3 separate regions of the Mus musculus genome follow, and regions 1 and 2 are each linked to region 3. Evidence: chromatin contacts called from public HiChIP or PLAC-seq data. All regions are on one chromosome and are shown on one strand. Each heading gives the region's core, a stretch centred on a gene start, on an enhancer-like site or on the middle of the called end of the contact. The rest is flanking DNA. Distances are from core to core; before and after follow the strand shown.

Evidence for each region. HiChIP or PLAC-seq counts read pairs in DNA pulled down with a chosen protein or histone mark.
Region 1: an HNF4G HiChIP or PLAC-seq map of pancreatic cancer cells shows a contact between it and region 3. The contact joins two enhancer-like sites. A contact is called at or near these places in 1 of 115 datasets of contacts at active chromatin or transcription factors (pancreatic cancer cells) and 1 of 9 other capture datasets (liver).
Region 2: a FOXA1 HiChIP or PLAC-seq map of pancreatic cancer cells shows a contact between it and region 3. The contact joins two enhancer-like sites. A contact is called at or near these places in 2 of 39 promoter capture datasets (liver and pre-B cells) and 1 of 115 datasets of contacts at active chromatin or transcription factors (pancreatic cancer cells).

What each region holds. Positions count from the first base shown.
Region 1 is chr15:79,412,146-79,416,404 of GRCm38.p6, forward strand. No RefSeq gene overlaps it. Among named protein-coding and RNA genes, the nearest start is that of Tmem184b, 11 kb to the left of the region's middle. Within about 2 kb of position 2,551, at least 136 of the 459 cell types and tissues checked have an H3K27ac peak or open chromatin away from gene starts, as enhancers often do. A contact at or near this core is called in pancreatic cancer cells, where this site is marked.
Region 2 is chr15:79,390,383-79,394,952 of GRCm38.p6, forward strand. All of the region lies in intron 1 of Tmem184b (transmembrane protein 184b), which reads right to left. Among named protein-coding and RNA genes, the nearest start is that of Tmem184b, 11 kb to the right of the region's middle. Within about 2 kb of position 1,554, at least 151 of the 459 cell types and tissues checked have an H3K27ac peak or open chromatin away from gene starts, as enhancers often do. A contact at or near this core is called in pancreatic cancer cells, where this site is marked.
Region 3 is chr15:79,876,387-79,880,851 of GRCm38.p6, forward strand. No RefSeq gene overlaps it. Among named protein-coding and RNA genes, the nearest start is that of Apobec3, 14 kb to the right of the region's middle. Within about 2 kb of position 3,170, at least 122 of the 459 cell types and tissues checked have an H3K27ac peak or open chromatin away from gene starts, as enhancers often do. A contact at or near this core is called in pancreatic cancer cells, where this site is marked.

The DNA of each region.
Region 1 (4,259 bases), core at 1,301-3,800, 460 kb before region 3:
AGCCAGCAGGGTGTGTGAGCACCCAGCTGTGTGAGATCCTTTCCATAGAATAGAGTGGTCCTGAGGCTGGAGAGGTGGCTCCTCTGTGCTCCTTCTGCTCTTCCAGCCAACCTGAGCTTGAGTTTCAGCTTCCTCTCCACCTTCAGGGGATCTGGCATCTTCTTCTGGCCATGTGTGTGTACCTGCACACACATGTGACATTCCCTCACACAGACACATACACTCAAATAAAAGTGTGTGTGTGCGTGCATGTGTGCGTGTGTGCGTGTGTGTGTGTGTGTGTGTGTGTGTGTGTGTGTGTGTGCGTGTGTGTGTTTAAAGGAGGAAAAGGAAAATGGTCAGTAGAGATTCCTTTCCACCAGGCTTGGTGTTATTTGAACCCACTGACCACAGCCCTTATTCCAGCCCCAACCTAGCCGCTCTGCCCCTCCAGCAGAGCCCCCTCCCCCTTACCCACCTCCTAGCTTTCTCTCTCTGCTCTCATGGCTTCCAGAAATGTTACTCCAAAGCCTCCAGACTTTATGTAATGTAATGTAACCCCCACCCCCACCCCCAAACTGCCAGCAGTTCAAGCACCCTTGCCTTCTGCCTGGGTGGTGACCATAGCTCCTTCCTCCAGTCTCCCTGCCCACTGCTGTCCTCCAGCGAACATTCATCATGCCTGTTCCAACTCACAGAGGCCAGTGGGGCCTAAGCCGGCCAAGCAATGGCGGATGGGGCACTTGAAGGCATTAGTACTCAGTTTACAGATGTAGAAGCTGGGGCTCAGGGGAGTTGAGCTGCCCAGAGATGGTCGCTTGTGCCTGAACTAAGACACAAGACTGCGGTACATTTCTTAAAATTGTATTTATTTTATGTGCATGGGGTCTTCTCAGATGCTCTGGAAGTGGTGTTACAGGCAGTGGTGAGAGGCCACGTGGGTGTTGGGAATTGAATCCGAGTCGTCTGGAAGAGCAGCCTCTGGTTAAGAGCAGTCAGTGCTCTTAATCTCCGAGCCGTTTCTCCAGCCCCAGAACAGCTGTATATTTAAGAGGCTAGCCTGGGCTACAAAATGAGACAGTTTCAGAGAGAGAGAGAGAAAGAGAGAGAGAGAGAGGAGGAGGAGGAGGAGGAGAGAGAGAGGAGGAGGAGGGGGAGGGGAGGGGAGGGGAGGGGAGGGGAGGGGAGGGGAGGAAAGAAAACAGTAGGCTGCAGAGATGGCTCAGTGGTTAGGAGCACTTGCTGCGCTGTTCTTGCAGAAGGCAGGAGTTTGGTTCCTAAAACCCACATCAAATGGCTCACAACTGTAACTGTCAGCTCCAAGGGAGGCAACACCATCTTTCTGGCCTCCATGGGCACCTGCGCGAACATGTACACACACACCAACATGGACATAATTTTTGGGGAAAATTTTTCAAGAGAAAAAGGTTTGGAGGAGAGAGTTGTCAATAGAGTATCTGGTGGCCAAACTTGAAGGCCTCAGTTCCCTACCCAGCACCAATTTCAGGGCAGGCCTGGCAGCACAAACCTCTAACATCAGTGCTGGGCAGGTGGAGACAGGCCGGTGTCCGCTGGCCATTCGGAGAGGTCCGAGTTGAGGGACAGACGCCCTCAGAATATAAAAGGGAGAGCAATAAGGGTGAGACACCATCATCCTCTGGTCTCCACACTGGGGCGTACATACCTGCATGCTCACTGCTCGCACATTTGAACACACGCACACACACACCATGCTCACACTCACGTGTTTTTGTTTTGTTTTGCTTTCTCTTGGTTCTGAAGATGATCTGCTTGCAGAGAACAGGAAGTGCAGGAGCCATCTGGGTCCAGGTCCACATCTGCATGATGTGACCTCAGCCTCCTCGGGCGGCTGTGGATTGCCTAACTTCTCCCACTCTTCCCCCACCCTCGCAGGTCCAGTGAGACCAGAGCTCTAGGCCTTTTCTCCCATGTGGTTTCCCTGCTGGGAACAATGTTCTTCTCCTCAACACCAGCGAACTTCTCCTCACATCCCAAGGCTCGGGCCAAGCATCTCCTCCACACCATACACCTTCCCTGCTTCCTCTGGGCTTCACCAGAGGCTACCCACACGATTCTCATGCTGTTAATGGGACCCAGGGGTCTCCTCATATATTCTGGGCAGGAGCTCTGTCACTGAGACACATGCCCAGACCAGCTCACAGTGTGTTCTCCTGTGAGATAAACCAATTTCCTCACCTGAGTCTGTCCCTGTGACAAGCATGCACAGATGCCTGGCTATGAGGAGCCGGGACTACGTATTGTTGCTTTGGTATCTGCATCCTCCTAATGGGGATTAGAGATCCTAGCCAGCCTGGGTTGTCATGGCTCGGCTCGGGTGCTCTCTGGGAATTTAGCCCTGTGTCCATCTATGCTCTTGTTTAGTCCTGACTATTCTTAGAAGCAGAAGTGTGTATCATTAACCTCACCTGCACAAGAGGAAACTCAGATGGCGTCCAGGGTCACAGAGGGGCCACTCAGTTCTCTGGAATCCATCTCTGAGCATCCTGCTTCTTCTCTGGCCAACACATGGCAAATACCTCTGAGGCCTGCCATCATGCTTGCTACATGAGTGACAATGACTCATCAGGTAGCACGGCTGCCCTCCGTCTGAGTGCAACTTCCTGGTGTTTGTTTATTTGGTCTGAATAACGAACTATGGTTGCTGTGTCTCTGGCTTCACTTCCTCCTGTCAGTCACTGCCCTTCCCTCACATAGCAAGGCTGGGGAGGAACAGGGCTGGTTCTGGTTGTACCTCTGTGGGATTTTAGCTTTTGTGTTTTGGGGAGGCAGGGTCTCTCCTGTACCCCGGGCTCATACTATCCTGCTCTTGTCACCATAACCCACCTTGCTTTGATTATGGATGCTTAATTACCTCCAGACAAATTAAGCCAAAGTGGGGGTGGAGCACTACTAACTCATTAAAATGGACGATCCGGCCACAAGATGGATGACGTCAAGTCAAGTCCGACTTGGACAACACATCTAAATACATCCTAAGGGCAAGGAAATGTGAATTTTCATTTATTTACTCCATGCCCATATTTTTAAAATTAATTTATTTATCATCAAGGTCTCATTTACTATGAAGCCCTGGCTGGCATGGAAGAATGGAGACCAGGTTGGTCTCCAACTCACAGAGATCCATCTGCGCTGAAAGCAAAGGTATCCACCACTGGGCTTAGCTATAGGTTTATTTTTTAAAAAGATTTATTTATTATTATTATTATTATATCTAAGTACACTATAGCTGTCTTCAGATGTACCAGGAGAGGGCGTCAGATCTCATTACAGATGGTTGTGAGCCACCATGTGGTTGCTGGGATTTGAACTCAGGACCTTTGGAAGAACAGTTGGTGCTCTTAACCACTGAGCCATCTCTCCAGCCCTAGGTTTATTTATATACTTATTATTTTTTGGTTTTTCGAGACAGGGTTTCTCTCTGTAGCCCTGGCTGTCCTGGAACTCACTCTGTAGACCAGGCTGGCCTCAAACTCAGAAATCTGCCTGCCTCTGCCTCCCCGGTGCTGGGATTAAAGGCGTGTGCCACCACAGTCCGACTTGGTAACAGTAATATTAAAAGTTTGGTGTTTTGAGATCTTTAAATTTCTAATGTTTGTGACGTTTGTGTCAGAGAGAGAGCGAGAGCATGACATGGCACAGACAACTTTTAAGAGTTCAAGACTGGGTTCTCTCCTTCTACATCCGCTTGGGTATGCTTGGGAATTGAACTCAGGTGACAGTCTGGTGACAGGTACCTTTACTCTCTGAACTTCCTCCCCCCACTACCCTGTCCTGTTTTAAATCTTTTTCTTTTTGGTTTTTTTTTTTTTTTTTTTTTTTTTTTTGGGTTTTTCGAGACAGGGTTTCTCTGTGTAGCCCTGGCTGTCCTGGCACTCACTTTGTAGACCAGGCTGGCCTCGAACTCAGAAATCTGCCTGCCTCTGCCTCCCGAGTGCTGGGATTAAAGGCGTGCGCCACCACGCCTGGCTTAAATCTTTTTCTTAAAAAGATTTATTATTACATGTAAGTATATTGAAGCTTTAGACACATCAGAAGAGGGCATCAGGGTCAAGACAGGGCTTCTCTGTATAGCCCTGGTTGTCCTGGAACTCACTTTGTAGACCAGGCTAGGCTGGCCTTGAACTCAGAAATCCCCCTGCCTCTGCCTCCCAAGTGCTGGGATTAAAGGCATGCGCCACCACGCCCGGCTTTCCATTTTGAATCTTAACTGTGCTCAGGAAATAGCAAAACTACACATT
Region 2 (4,570 bases), core at 304-2,803, 490 kb before region 3:
TAAACTTCCCCTCCTCCAACACACACCATGTCTGCAGCCTCCTCTGGGAAGACAGGCCGCTGTCCCTCTGTGAGGACAGCCTCCTCACACTGCCCTCCCCACACTGTCCCCTCACACTGCCCTCCCTACTCTGCCCTCCCACTCTGCAATCCTCACACTGCCCTCCCCACACTGCCTGGCCTTTCTTCAACCTTGAGCCCTGGAGCCACGTCACCAACACCTGACTCCAAGCTCTGCCACTCTAGCTGTGTGTCAGAGACAAATTATGCAACCTCTCTCTGCTTGGCACAAAGGGCACACAGCCACGCCCAAGCCAGAGGCGCTTCCAGGAAAAAACAAGACTCAAGTACTGCACGCTGCTGCTGCCATCACTATTACTGGTCTCACACAAATGCATCCTCCCATCACAGAGGGGTGTGGTGGGGTATCACATTCCCACCAGCCGCTGAGCCCAGGCTGGCCCTACTTCTGGTCTCTGATTCTCTTTAATCTTGTGGGTGTGTGCAGTGTGCATGCTTGTATATGGTATATGTGTGTATGATGTTTGTGTGTGGTATATACGGGGTATTTATGTAATGTGTATGGTGTGTCTACGGTATATGTGTGATAGATATATATATGCATATGTGTATATGTGATGTGTGTGTGAATATGCTATATGCATGCTTGGTGTGTGTGTGTAGCATGGTATGTATGTGTGTACTATGTGTGTGTAGCCTGGTATGCATGTGTGTACTGTGTGTGTGTAGCCTGGTATGCATGTGTGTACTGTGTGTGTGTATACATTACACATGTGCAAGCAAAGACCAGGAGGATATTGGATATTACTCTGAGGAAAGGTCGAGTTCCTGTGTTTGGGTTAGAGCTGGCTGGCAGTCAGCAAGCGGCAACAGTCCTCCTGACTCTGAGATGACTTATGCATGTGAGACCACAGCCAGCTTGTTCAGTGAGTGACAGGATCTGAACTCAGGTCCTCATGGTGGTGCTTACAAAAAGCACTCTTAACCACCTAGCCCTCCCTCCAACCTCACTTCACCCCAAACCTCTCCCCTTTTTGAGACAAGGTCTCACTGTAGCTGAAGCCAGCTTGAAGTCAGGGTAATCCTCCTGCCTCAGCCTGAGTGTTGGGTTTACAAGCATGAGCCACAACACCCAGCCAGATTTTCATTCATTTCATTTCAGAGCAGAGCCCTGCCAAGCTGTAGCCACGGAGGGCACGCCCCAGTGTCCATTGGCCCCCCTCAGGCCAGGCTGCACTGGCAACAGGCAGGCAGGCACTCCTCTGGAATGTTGTTCTGTTTGTCTCATCCCCTGGGGGAAGTTCATTTTTACAGGCCTCCTCCCTTCTCCCCATAGGGACTCCCTTGAACACTGCATCTGGGCCTGTAGCCTGGGAATGAGGGGCTCTTAGACCTGGGGGGTGGAGGGCTGCTTAGCTTGACCAACCTCCAAGTGGCTGCCTTTGGAGGGAAGCCGGCCCACATCAGAGACAGACATCAGCCCACACGCTGGCCCTTCTCCAGAAGCGATTAGAGGAAAGAGTGGCTGGCCAGCAGCTGGTAGCTTTGCTTGGTGAGTCTTCTGAAAAAGGTCACATGCCTCACGACAGGACAGAGGTCCACCTCTCCCACAATACTATTCCCATCAAGACACACATGCCCTCCCCCCTGCCCCGCATTCCCACTGGAGCCTGAAGCAGAGGAGAACTTATCCAACCCTGGCCTGTTTGTGCTGGGGGTAGTATGGAGGGGGCGGGGGGGGGGGTATCAGAAGCAGAGGCAGCAACAGGGGACTCTAAGCCCTTCAGTTCCTGGGGATCACTTAACCCTGCCTTGAATTAGGCGATTTTGCTTTGGGTCTCTTTGGAGTTTTGTTGTTGTTTTATGATTTCTATGATTGTATGTGTGTAAATGTTTGCCTGCATGTTATATTTGTGTACCACATGCAAGCCTAGTGCCCGTGGAGGTCAGGAGAGGGCAATAGCTCCCTGGAACTGGAGTTAGGATGGTTTTCAGCTACCATGTGGGTGCTAGAAGTGGAACCTGGATCCTCTGCAACATCAGCAAGTGCTCTGAATCACTGAGCCATCTCTCCAGCTCTGTAGTGGGGTCTTTTGGGTTTGTCTGTTGGTCTCTCTAAGACAGAGTCGCCTTGCTAACTTTGAACTCTCTATGTAGACAAGGCCAGCCTGTCTCTTACCCCGAGTGCTGGGACTCAGAGTGTGCACCATCATGCCCAGAGTTCAGGGTTTTGGTTTTCAAATGGACCAGATTGACCTCTGGTTACTCGGTTATCTTCCACACTGAATACAAACAGATCAGCGTGCGGTCTGTAGGGCTGAGCTTTGGAGCCTCTCTAACTACCCAGTGTCCCATCTAGCACTGAGCAAGCACATGGCTGCAGAACCCTGAACCCCAACCTCCCCACTGCCTTCTGGGAGCTGGCTTTCTAAACAAAGACTACTACAGGTGCCTTCCCCTGGGTGTCAGCACAAGTCTCAGTGCAGGGTTTAGATGGCCAACCCCAAACAACAAACTTCATTCACACCTACAGAGCGAACAGGCGGCCCGTCCTGGTGCACACCCACAACAGAGTGTGCAAGGGGCTCAAGAGCAGAAAAGGCCACAGCACAGATGCCTGTCCCCACAGGGAGGGCTACACAGTGTCAAAATCAGCCAGTGGATACCTCCGCAGCAGTGAAAAAGAACAAAGGACTATTCTACAAAGCTGGATGGTCTCACTGACATGGAGAGGAGAAGCCAGGCACCAGACGCTCAAACCAGGCAGAACGAATCCCAGGTGCCGAGCTGTGAGCATCCTTACCTGGGACAGCAAGTAACCACAAGGAGTCCCAGGGAAGAGTCAGGTGCCTGGGACACAGTGCAGAAAGTCCCAAGTGATAGCAGCAGGGAATGGCCATGGCTGTAGGAAGGTCAGAGGGCAGCAGCCAAGGTGCTGGGCGAGGGAGCAAAGGCGTGGAGGTGCAGTGTCAGGGACGCCAACAGTGCAAAAGCCAGCTTCTCCAGAAAGCATGGATCCAGAGCCACCACAGAGGGGCCTGGGACACCCAGGGTGTTAGCTGCCCACAGGGAAAGCCCTGAAGGTTTCAGAGGAAGCTCACTGCAGGGGTTTAAAAGTGCCAAAGCCAGCCAACAGCAGGGGAGGAGCTAGAGGTCCTCGTTACTAAGGAACCCCAAACCTGCTCAGACATTCTGTGAAAACCAAGTTCACTGGATGGGGTCAGGGCCTAAGTGAGGCCAGCTGTCTTTGAAGGGGTGGCCTGGACTGGCCGCCTACACTGGGCAAGTGGGGAGTTCAGTTAATCCTGTTTGATTTTCTTCAAGGGATATAACATTCACGTTTCAGCCATCAGAAGTACAAGGGGAGCCAGGCCTGGTAACATTCAGGAAGCCGAAGTCAGAAGATGATTGAACCTAGGAGTTTGGAGCCAGCTCTAGGCAGGCTTGGGAGTCCCTGTTCTTTTGCAGGTGAAAAAGGCACAAAGGACAATCAGCAAGCAATGGCCAGCACAGTGCACTCCACCCCAGAGATGTCATGGTCCCAGCTTCTTGTGGCTGCCTAGGGACCATCTACATACCGGAACACTTCCTTCACTTTACAGAGGGGCTTCTGGACACGGCCCCCTCCAGTCGCTGCTTTCACTCAGCGGTTTGTCTACAACAGCCCTGACCCCTCTATGGCCTCTGCTGTGACTGCCCATGGCCGGACAGGCCATCATTTCTTTGTGTCTCCCTGGACAGAGACATTGAGGGTGAGTCCAGCTCTTGGCTATTACAAAGCAGCAGCAATGTCCAGCCATGTAACCAATCACTCTGCTCACAGAGTATCATGCCTGCAGGCCAATTCCTCATGCAGCTTCTGGAGGTTCAGAAATGCACACTGCAGACAAGTCAAGGCGGAGGCGGAGTACGCTTAAGTTGTTCACCTAGGAACTGAATCTTACTGTTGGCAATGGCGCTTGTGGTGGGGGAAGAAATGGCAGAGGAAAGCTGAGTTTTCAACAAAAAGGGCTCTAGGTGAGGAGGTGGTACTGGACCGAGATCAGACCCAACTCGCTCAGTGTTCTGCCCATCCGTGAACTAGCTCTCCTTACGTGCACATATGGGGAGACTCAGGGATGGGGGTGCAGCTCAGCAGAAGAGCCCTTGCCTAGCCGTACATAAGCTCCAGTGACTGTCCCCATCTCGGCCACAAGGAAGAATGAAAAGGCTAGACCTAGACTGTCAGCCCTCCCCAGCTCCAGCTCTGATGCCCTGGTGGACATAAATGGGTCACCAAGACACCCAGCTGTAACTGATGTCCTTGGCTGAAGGCACCAGTATGCACCAGTATGCAGGGGAGCATCAGGTGGGCCCAGTAGGGAAGAGTCGGACAGAGATCCAAGGGTCTCTAACTTCCAGTCTAGCCTTCCCACAGGAAAGAAAAGCACCGTGTATCACACTCCCTGCCACAGCTGTGGGACATCACAGTCATGCAAACACTCACACTACATGACATTCACCCTCCCTGCTCCTGGTCCATCACTAACTGTTACATAACCCATGTGCCC
Region 3 (4,465 bases), core at 1,920-4,419:
GCAATACTCTAAAACCACCGCCCGATCTACTTCCTAAACCATTGTAAATTCCTGTATATGGGAGCAACTTGGCTTTTATTCTAAGTGATAGTGTGGGGGGACTTTCTACTAATAAGTAATGTAGTCTGCCATACATAACTATAATAAGAATTCTAAACTTACATTGCTAAGCTTGCCCTGAGATTTCTAACTCTATTTAGTAGATAGTAATGTCTGATTTCTTTCACTATCTCTCTTACAATACTAGAGGCAATTCTGAATGTCACTGAATCGGCAACATTCTTACTGAATTCCAAGCCCAGGGTCAGCTCAAGGACTACCTAGGGCATTGATGAAGGCCAGGAAGCAAAGTTCGATTTTGCTTAGGTATTTGGCAAGTCATTGCTTGGAGGCACCTATAACAAAACAATACTGAAAGGAAGCACACAGATCCATTCCCAAGGACAAAATTGGAGCATACGTGCTATGGGATGCCACAGTTCCAGGATACTAAGTTTCCGTGAAACTCTTTGTCTCAGGACTGCATCCAGGCTTTTGGCCTGTCATGTGTGTCACTACTGGAGTGGATGTAGCAGGTGGGGAAGCACTAACACCTGGAGAGTTGGCCCTCACATCTGGATGCTTGCTGAGCACTGCCTTCTGGAAATGAAAGACAGATCAGTAGATATTAATTTGAAAAACTGTGTGTGTTCAAGGGATGGTTGTTATGAGGTCCTTGAAGGTTTCCCTCAACACAAATCTTCACCATTCATTCACACACAGATCATCCATTTGTAGTTTTAATTGTTTATTTTATATGAGTATATCGTAGCTGTCTTCAGTCATACCAGAAGAGGGCATCAGATCCCATTACAGATGGTTGTGAACTACCATGTGGTTGCTGGGACTTGAGCTCAGGACCTCTGGAGAAGCAGTCAGTACTCTTAACCCCTGAGCCATTTCTCCAACCCCTGTAGTTTTCTTAAAAGAGTAGAATTAAGCTAGGAGGTAGCCTCATAGGCCTCTAATCCTAGGACTTCGGAGGCAGAGGCAGGCAGATCTCTGAGTTCAAAGCCAGCCAGGTCTACAGAGTGAGTTCCAAGATAGCCAGGGCTATACAGAGAAACCTTGTCTTTCAAAGAGAGAATTAAACCAGGCATGGAGGTGTCTTGGGAAATGGAGGCAGGAAGATCAAATTTTCAAAGATATCCTCAGCTATGTACCAAGTTCAAGGCTAGCCTGAGCTACATGAAACAGCCTCCCCCCAAAAAAGGAGGATTTCAGAAATGATTCTAAATTAAAAGATGAGGGGCCAGATATACGGGTGTACACCATTCATTGCAGCACCTGCCTGATCTACATAGCAAGTTACAGGTCACCAGAGCTGTACAGTGAGATCCTGCATGTCCCAAAACCAAAGATGAAATTCATTGGGTATGGTGACACATATCTGTAATATGGTGACTCAGGTCAAGTCTAGCCCCGGGCTACACAAAGACTCTCCAAAGAAAAAAGAGGAGGAAGAAGGGGAGGAGAAAAAAAAAGTAAAAACCAAAGCAAACAAAAACAAAAACCCAACAACAATTATGTGTATATGTGAGGGGATGGTATTTGCACATGTGTATAGGTGTCCAGAGTCAGAAAAGGGCACCAGTTCCCTTGGAACTGGAGTTGGTTATAGGTGGTTGTTGATGAACTAACCTGCCTCCATCTTAAGCTTGAGTGCCATCTTATAGCAAGGTTGAACTAGGTTCATTCCTGTTTATGATGAACCTCTTTCAAGGATTAAGCTATGCCCCGTGTAGAACCTCAGCTACACATTTCTGTACTTCCTGTTCAAGAAATGGCAGCCATGCCTTTCTTTCAGGAGCTCCTCATGACCAACTTGTTCTGCTTCTGTAACCCTGCTTCTTTGTCTGCCAAAGCCCCTGTTCGGAAAGCCCGGTCTCCTAAGCTATAAAACCCTCATCTTCCCCATCTAGGGACGACCTCTAAAACTTGCACTAGGGCAGACGGTTGCTGGACCAGCTCTGTGCTGCTGTTCACAATTTAAATTTTTTTTTCTTTTTCTTTATTTTCTTTTTTTTGCTCCAATTTGGCCATTTGAATGGCTGGTCTTTTGTTTTGTTAGTTTGAGACAGTGTTTCTCTGTGTCGCTTTGGCTGAACTGGAAATCAACTCTGTAGATCAAGTTGGCCTTGAACTCACAGAGATCTGCCAGCCTCTGCCTCTCACTGGGATTAAAGGCCTGCACCACCATGGGCTAGCCGAGTTGGTGGTCTTTTACTTCTGCCTGGTGGGCTTAATTGCTGTGAGCTAATTGCTGTGGATGCTGGGAACTGAATTCAGGTCTTCTGCAAATGTAGTATGAGCTCTTAACCAGTGGCTCCATCTTTCCAAGCCCTAAAATATCATTTTAAACATTAATAATTGCTTCATACCCAGGAGGCCTTCCTTCCTCCCAGATACTAGAGACCGCCACTCTCAGCTACGCTGTGATTGGGTCACAAGTGAGCACATGACTTTTGCTGGTCCAATCAATCTCAAATTCGTTCCCCCTACCCCACCCCACCCCCAGGAATTTGGGGTGGGGTCCCCCCCCCACAAAGTTCCTCTTCCTTCTTCAGGATGGTGAAGAGGGCTTGTCATCTCTGCTGTTTCCACCGGTTTCCTACTGCAAGAAACTGGTCTGAAAAGAGACAAGTAGAAAGAGGAGCCGGAGCCAAGGCACCTGCAGCTTGCAGGAGCCAGAGGTCTCCTTCGGTCCATTTATCATTTGATCCCCTTGGAATTGGGTTCTGTCACCCCTGAGTGAATGCACACTGACCTGCCCCTACCTGCTTTTCTAGAGCATGCTGAAGAACGCGTTCAACTTTAGACTGGGGGAGATGGCTGTCCTCCCATCCCCCCGGGTTTTTTTAAGCTATTACTTTCTTTGACCAGAATCAAGATCCAGATGTATCACTCGTGACCATTAACTCTTTTCTGCGCGGAAGGCCACGGGAGGAACCCAGGCCTTTGTTCCCAGATCAGAGCCCCTCCTCCCAGCTCAGGACTGCTTCCTTGCTGGCTCAGATCCCAAAGCACCATTTCTGGCCCGTGACTCACAAAGTAAATCGTCTGTAAGTGAAAAGCCTCTTATCATAACTTTGGCAGGAAAAACAAGGTGGCAAGCCAGGCAACATTCTTCACGCTGGAGGCCTACCAGTGCCAAGGGCTGCTCTGCACACTGCGCATGAGCAATGTCATCTGCTTGCTCCAAGGCTGCGTGCGCTTGCTTGTGTGCGCACCAACTCCTTTCCTGTTCTGTGTGTTCCCAATGGGACACCGTGAAACGTTCTACAGCCCTATCTGGTACCCAACATCATTTTTCTCCTTATCTTAACAGCTGAACTGCAAACATTTCGGCAAGGACGTGACAGTATGCATTTGCTTAGAGGACAGTGGTACCAAGGGATGGAGGTCCTTGTCTTCTGTCATTTTGCATCTTTAGGAACAAGTTAATTTAATCTCGTGGTTTTGAGATAGGGTCTCTTGTAGCCCAGGCTAGACTGGATCTCACTATGTACCTAAGGATGACCTTAAACTTTTCGGAGTCTTCTGTCTCCACCTCCTCAGTGCTGGGCTATCAGGCATTCAACACCATACTTGTTTTTTTTGTTTTGTTTTGGTTTTTTTTTGTTTGTTTGTTTTTTTTGTTTGTTTTTTTTTCTCTTTACATGTAACTTCCATTTACGACAGAATAGATGACTTTTGTTCCTTTGGGGACACTTGGCATCAGCAACCCATGCGAGTCTACCTTCAAAGTCAGACTCATTCATTCTGCCGCTGCCACAGGTTCCAGTTTTACCACAGGAAACGTGAGCATCTTCTCACCCACCCAGTCAGAGTGGATGCTAGCAGGGCTCTGTGAGAGCAGAAGAGTATCAGCATTGTGCCCTTTCTGCCTTAGCCCCGACCGCCTGTTTTGCAGGGGCTCTGCCTCCCCACCCCCAACCCTGTTGGCCATCTCATGATGCCAGCTATAAAGCATGAGCGGCTGTGTACTGTCCAGTGAGTGAGGAATGGATGCAGGTGAAGGGGTAGCCTGTGGGTGTGCGTAGGTGTGATAGTAAGGTGGCCCCATTTCAGGTGACTCCAGGGTAGTGCATGATGGCCTCTCCATTGCCATCCTTTGCCTCCAGGTTAGAGAACACCAGAGTTCATCTCCTGGTCAGCATCCTCTTTGACAGGGGTGGTGGTACAGACCTTGACATAGCTGGTGTTTCAGAGCTTTGGCGGACGTCCACTAAACTGCTGTAAGCTGGTGCCAGCAGCTGGAGCTATTGATGGAGCTGAGCAGCTGCTGCACAGAGCTGGGGAATAAAGCCCAGGCTTCATGCGTGCTAGGTGAGCACTCTCCTAACCAGGCCACATCCCTGGAAAGGCTAACCAGTCCTGTATTTAAAAGCATTATTTCCAGACTGGGTCTCATGGCACATGCTTA